Linked DNA regions of Anas platyrhynchos: region 2 is linked to region 1. Evidence: chromatin contacts called from public Hi-C data. All regions are on one chromosome and are shown on one strand. Each heading gives the region's core, a stretch centred on a gene start, on an enhancer-like site or on the middle of the called end of the contact. The rest is flanking DNA. Distances are from core to core; before and after follow the strand shown.

Region 1 (2,601 bases), core at 51-2,550:
AGAAACAGCCACTGCTGCTCTTTTATTTCATCCTCTTGTTACGGGCTCTCCTGGGGCTGCAGAAGGCTGTTTGTGAGTGAGCTAAAAATTTCGGGGTGGTGCCTTGAGCAGCCCTGCGCCTTGCTGCTTCCCTCCCAGGCTGAGCAGCTCGCTCCGTGGGCACCATCAGTGCAAGGCTTTAGGGTTTGGGGAGAGCTGGGACAGAGGGGAAAGGGATTGAGGAGGCAGCTTGGGTTAGATCCAGGGCACAGCCCCACAGCCCTTGTTGTTTTCTAGCTGTTGTGTATTAATAGCTCGGGGAGAGAGGCTCCGTGTGGCAGCCTGGGCACAGCGTGTGCGCTGGGAGCGTGGTGCAGCGTGGGGACAGCTCTCCGTGCTGGCTGCTGTCCCTGCCGTGCCTTTCTCCAAGGGATTCAGCAGCTGTGCTCTGCCTGCTCTGGTGTTTGCAGGAGGGGTCTGATCTGGGCACTGGAGTGACACGATGTAGGATGGAGGAAGGTTTGGGTGATGGGGTGGAGGATGAGCTCAGGTCCATCTGATCTGTGCAGGTGGTGTCCTGCGTCTCTGCAGGGCAGGGGGTGAGGGATGCTGTAAGGGGGATGCTGATGGTGTTGGAGCATCGCCTCTGCCCCTGGGCAGGGCCGTCCTGGTTCCTGGAGTGTGTTGGGAACTGCCAGCTTCTGTGGGTAAATGCCAGGAAAAAAAAAGCCCACAACAATAACCTGGAACAACTGCACAACGCGTGTCCTGAAAAGCACCACGAGATCCTTCCTGGAGGCTGCTGCAGGAGCAGTGAGCCTGTACCATGCCTCTGCCCAGGCCAGCGGGATACTGGGGGGAGATTGTAGGGTCCCCACATCCCTGTACCCACCGTCCTGCCCGGGACAGAGCTGGCACCTTCCCGTGCCAGGCAGCGCATATCTCACCGCTGAGCTCAACCCCAGACCTCTCCTGCTCCCTGCCTCGGCCGCCTGCCAGCCACATCTGGCTCGCATAAATGCTGCTTGCTGCCGGCCGCCCCGTGGCCAGCGTGGCGGGGGAGCTGGCTAGCCACCAGCCCGGCAGCCCCAGCTCCCATTTTGGCCCCCCAGCAGCGTTTTCTGCCTCCTTTCTGCCCGGGGTGTAGCTCGCGGGCGGTGTTTCCGACGTGGCGTGCGCTTTTCCCACCCTTTGTGGCTGCTGGGTCACTTGGGCATCCTGGTATTATTTTTCTTCCCCGGGACCGGAGGAAGACTCGCAGGCTGGCTGAAGTTCCTCCTGGTTGAAAGGAGGTCTGTAACTTATTAGGAGCGATGAATGCAGCCTCCCAAAATAGCCCGTGGCTCACTCGAGCAGTTTATGCCCTGCCCAGCGGCGCAGGCAATTACAGGGTAACGCGTGGTTAGGGAAACTTGTCTGGGGGTTGCGCACAGCCTCGCTCGCTGCCTGCTGCCTGAACACTGGGGGTTTGTCTTTTTCCAGCTGGAAATGAAGTTCATGTCACTGCACTGCCTGAGCTCTTTTCTTGGTGCTAGCTCATGCTGTGCCTTGCTGGCTATGATGATGGGGCGAGGTGCTGAAAGCAGGCACAACCTGAGCTGCCCAATGCTGGGAATTGGGTTGTGGTGTGTGCCACCCTGTCTAAGAGCAGCTTTGCACAAGCAGGGTGCTCTCGGGCACGTGGGTGTGCTTGTGGTCACACGGGGGCAGGCAGTGATGCCCCGCTGGGCACTGGGATCTGGTGCCAATCCTGAATCCCAATAGCTGCCCGTGCTGGCAGGGGAGCTGCTGAAACCCTGCGGGTTGTTCACCACAGAAATAGTGTGCCCTGGCTGAAAGGATGAAACTCCTGATCTCTAGCTTCAGAGGGAGAATTCAGTGAGCCCTGGTGAGTTTGGGGCTCAACAGAGTGAAAAACGCATCCATCTCCTCCGAGCCTGGTGCCTAGAGCTGCTGGAATCCTGTAGGCACCATCGTTTGGGAGCGCTCTGCATAGAAGAGATGCAAGCTTGGAATTTTGCCTTTGGTGATGAGCATACCCATGTCTGATTTCTTTTTTTTTTTTTACTTCTCTCCCTGTAGAACTTTGAGGTGGAAGCTGATGACCTGGTGACGATTTCGGAGCTGGGCCGTGGGGCTTACGGAGTGGTGGAGAAAGTCCGGCACGCGCAGAGCGGCACCATCATGGCCGTGAAGGTGAGCCCAGCTGCCTGCCAGAGGGCTGGAGGTTGGGACGTGCAGCTCCAGGGCAGCAGAGAGGCTCTGCTGGGGGCAGAGAGGTGCGGGAGGTTAGAGGGATGCTGATTTTGGCAGCCTCCGGTGTCCCTGTGCAGCTCGGTGCGGCTCCTTCAAAGCAGGTTTTGAAATCCAAGTATGGAGCCCTGGGCTTAGGTGGTGTCATCCCTTAAGGAGCTGCCTGGGAGAGGGAATCTGGGCATCTCCTGAGGGTGCTACTGGCTGCAAAACTCCACCTTCATTAAACCCCTGTTTTTCTCTTTGTTATATGTTTGTCTCAGAGGATTCGAGCGACTGTGAACACGCAGGAGCAGAAGAGGCTGTTGATGGACTTGGATATCTCCATGAGGACGGTCGACTGCTTCTACACCGTCACCTTCTACGGAG
Region 2 (2,601 bases), core at 76-2,575, 53 kb before region 1:
TTGGTTTCAATCAACTTTGCCAGCACCTGCAGTCTTGTGACGCTGACTGTTCCCTATTAAATTAAATAGGCTGTCAGATACCAGGTAAATTACCACAGGAGCTTGGATGTAGCTCTCAGGCAGCCATGGTCCTGTGAGAAAGTCAGTGCATTAGGCTCTGGCTCATCCTGTCCTGCTTTGCTGAGAAGGATGGTCTGAAAGGGCTTTTTCTAGCTCTGATTTTCAGAAGACCGAGCAGACTGCAGCTTCCAGTAAGGCTGCCATTACACAAATGAACTTCTTGTTTTTCATTTTAATTTGGATAAGTATAATTATTGATTCTTTCCTTTTGATTCACATTGGCCCTAAAGCCAGAAAAGCGTGTTACTGTCAGACCTATCAGAATGTGATTTTTAGGAAGATCTTGAATCCTTTTCTATTTTTTCCTTCAGTATTGATCCCTTACTAATGACAAACAAACATACTGATGCAAACTCACGGCCCCAGTGTGTTTTCCTTATTAGAGAGGAACAAAATGCCGTTACCATATGTAAACTGCTTCAAGTAACTGTCATAAAAAAACACACAAACACAACTGCTCACCTCACTGCTGCTCAAAGGGAAAGACACCTGGGATTAACTCCCTTTGTCGCTGGATAATGCCTTTGTAGATGTATCTCCTGCTCACGCACGCTGTAGGGAATAGGAAGAGAAGCTCCTTGTGCCAGGACGAAGCCCTTGGTGCAGGAGCTCCTCACACCACTGAGTCCATCCAGGCTTTGGGATTTGGGCATCACAGGAACCTTGTTTTCCAAAGGCCTGCTCGGATTTGTGCTGTAACCCTGCAGCACCCCGTTGCCCGTTATCAGCTCCACGGCCTTTACAGGAGCTGAGGCTGCAACACTTCAGCCCCATTTCACCTCAAAGGGAAAAGCTCTTGGACTGCGGGTGCTGCCTGCGAGCACTGCTGCGGGGAGCCCGTTTAAGAACCAGGGAACCACACTGCCCCTGGTCTTGCTGCCCACACTCCGGGACCGCGATCAGGGCCCTGCAGAACGCCACCTCCTCCTCTTTTATCACAGGATTTCGCCATCCCTGCCCCTGTAGCCATGCACTGCCAGCTCTGGGTACGCTGTATGCAGCTCCCCTGCCCTTTCAAGCAGGGCTGGCAACGAGCTGGCTCCTCAGGGATCCTTCTGGGAGGCTGAATTATTAATTGTTTTATTATTAATATTATTAATATTATTATTATTAATTGAACCACTGCCCTAATAGACCCGCAGGCCCAGCTCGGAACAAAGTGAGGCCGGAACCTCCCACCGGGGGCGCTGTTTCCCGACCGGACCCAACCCACGGCCGGACCCACGAAGGGCAACGCCGCGGGCCGGCTCCCAGGCCTTCCGGCAGAAGCGGCCTGCTATTGGGCGCGCCGCCGGAAGCCCCGCCTCCCCCCGCCGCACTTCCGGCGGTGGCCATGGTGACGGCGGCGGGCAGGTAGGGCCCGGCCGGGGGGGCCCTGAGGGGACGGGGGCGGCAAAGGGCGGCTGGGGGGGGGCCGTGAGGGGCTGGGCTGGTAATCTTGGGGGTTACATTGATAATCCTGAGGGGTTGGATTGGTAATCCAGGGAGGTGTATTGATAATCCTGAGGGGGTGTATTGACAATCCCGGGGGTTATTTTGGTAATCCCAAGGGTTGTATTGATAATCCCAAGGGGGTGTATTGACAATCCCAGGGGTTGTATTGGTAATCCCGGGGGTTGTATTGATAATCCCGAGGGGTTACGTTGATAATCCCAGGGGCTATACTGAGATCTTTTTGGGGTAAAAGCATAAATAAATGGCATTAAGCGACTCCCAAAACACAGCGGATCGTCTCCTCAGGCACTGCTCCAAGTGATAGCGGGGAGATAGCAGGGTTTTCGAATTGCACCTTAAGAAGTTAATTCAGACTGTTATAACTGAGCCTTCCCACCTCAGCAGCCCCCAGACGACCGATCTTTGTTGCCATCCACTTACAGACCTGGTGTCCGCCTGCTCCTGTTGCCTGGGGCAGTCCTCACCGTCACACTTCCCATCATTTCTGTTCAGAAATCCAGCTGGGGTCTTGGATTCCTTCTCCCAAACCCCTCCTCCCTTTCTTCTCTGAACAATTACCTTTTACTGAGGAGTTCTGTCCAGGCACTGAGTTCCTTCTTAGGCCTTTTGCTGATTTCTAATGCCCTCAGGGTATCTCGCACATCATTTTCTGCTCATGAAGTCTGGAGTGAAAGCAGATAATGTAAGTGCACACAAGCATTTTGTTAATTCAGCTGTTTCAATGAGCGTAGTCACTTTATTTTTCTCATTAGGTCTTCAGTGAGCTTTTTGAACCTTCACTTACCATTGTTTGGGGACCTGGTGAGTCAGAGAAATTGTCAAATTTCCTGTTTGCTTCTATTAAATCACTGATTGAATAGACAATGCTGCCTTCCTTTGTCCCCTGACCTCAAAGTCTACACATTTCACGTCAATTTCTTTCTGAAGCAGTTGGATCACCAAGAACATTTAGCTGGTGTTAAACGCAAGCAATGCTCACTCTTCTTCCCTGTCAAACACGGCTTGAAAAGGATTTAGCGAATGTGG

What was found. A called contact is a pair of places that touch in the nucleus more often than the background predicts.
Region 2: a Hi-C map of subcutaneous adipose tissue shows a contact between it and region 1, with 2.3 times the contacts expected there. The contact joins the promoter of DHRS7B here to the enhancer-like site in region 1. A contact is called at or near these places in 5 of 8 Hi-C or Micro-C datasets (F5 follicle, liver, skeletal muscle and 2 more).

What each region holds. Positions count from the first base shown.
Region 1 is chr15:16,739,455-16,742,055 of IASCAAS_PekinDuck_T2T, reverse strand. It overlaps MAP2K3 (mitogen-activated protein kinase kinase 3), which reads left to right. Exons shown (of 13, transcript XM_072023846.1): 5 at 2,062-2,175; 6 at 2,496-2,601. Among named protein-coding and RNA genes, the nearest start is that of MAP2K3, 18 kb to the left of the region's middle. Within about 2 kb of position 1,300, at least 1 of the 8 cell types and tissues checked has an H3K27ac peak or open chromatin away from gene starts, as enhancers often do. A contact at or near this core is called in subcutaneous adipose tissue, where this site is marked.
Region 2 is chr15:16,792,534-16,795,134 of IASCAAS_PekinDuck_T2T, reverse strand. It overlaps DHRS7B (dehydrogenase/reductase 7B), which reads left to right and starts at 1,325. Exons shown (of 7, transcript XM_027469151.3): 1 at 1,325-1,473. The coding sequence starts at 1,454.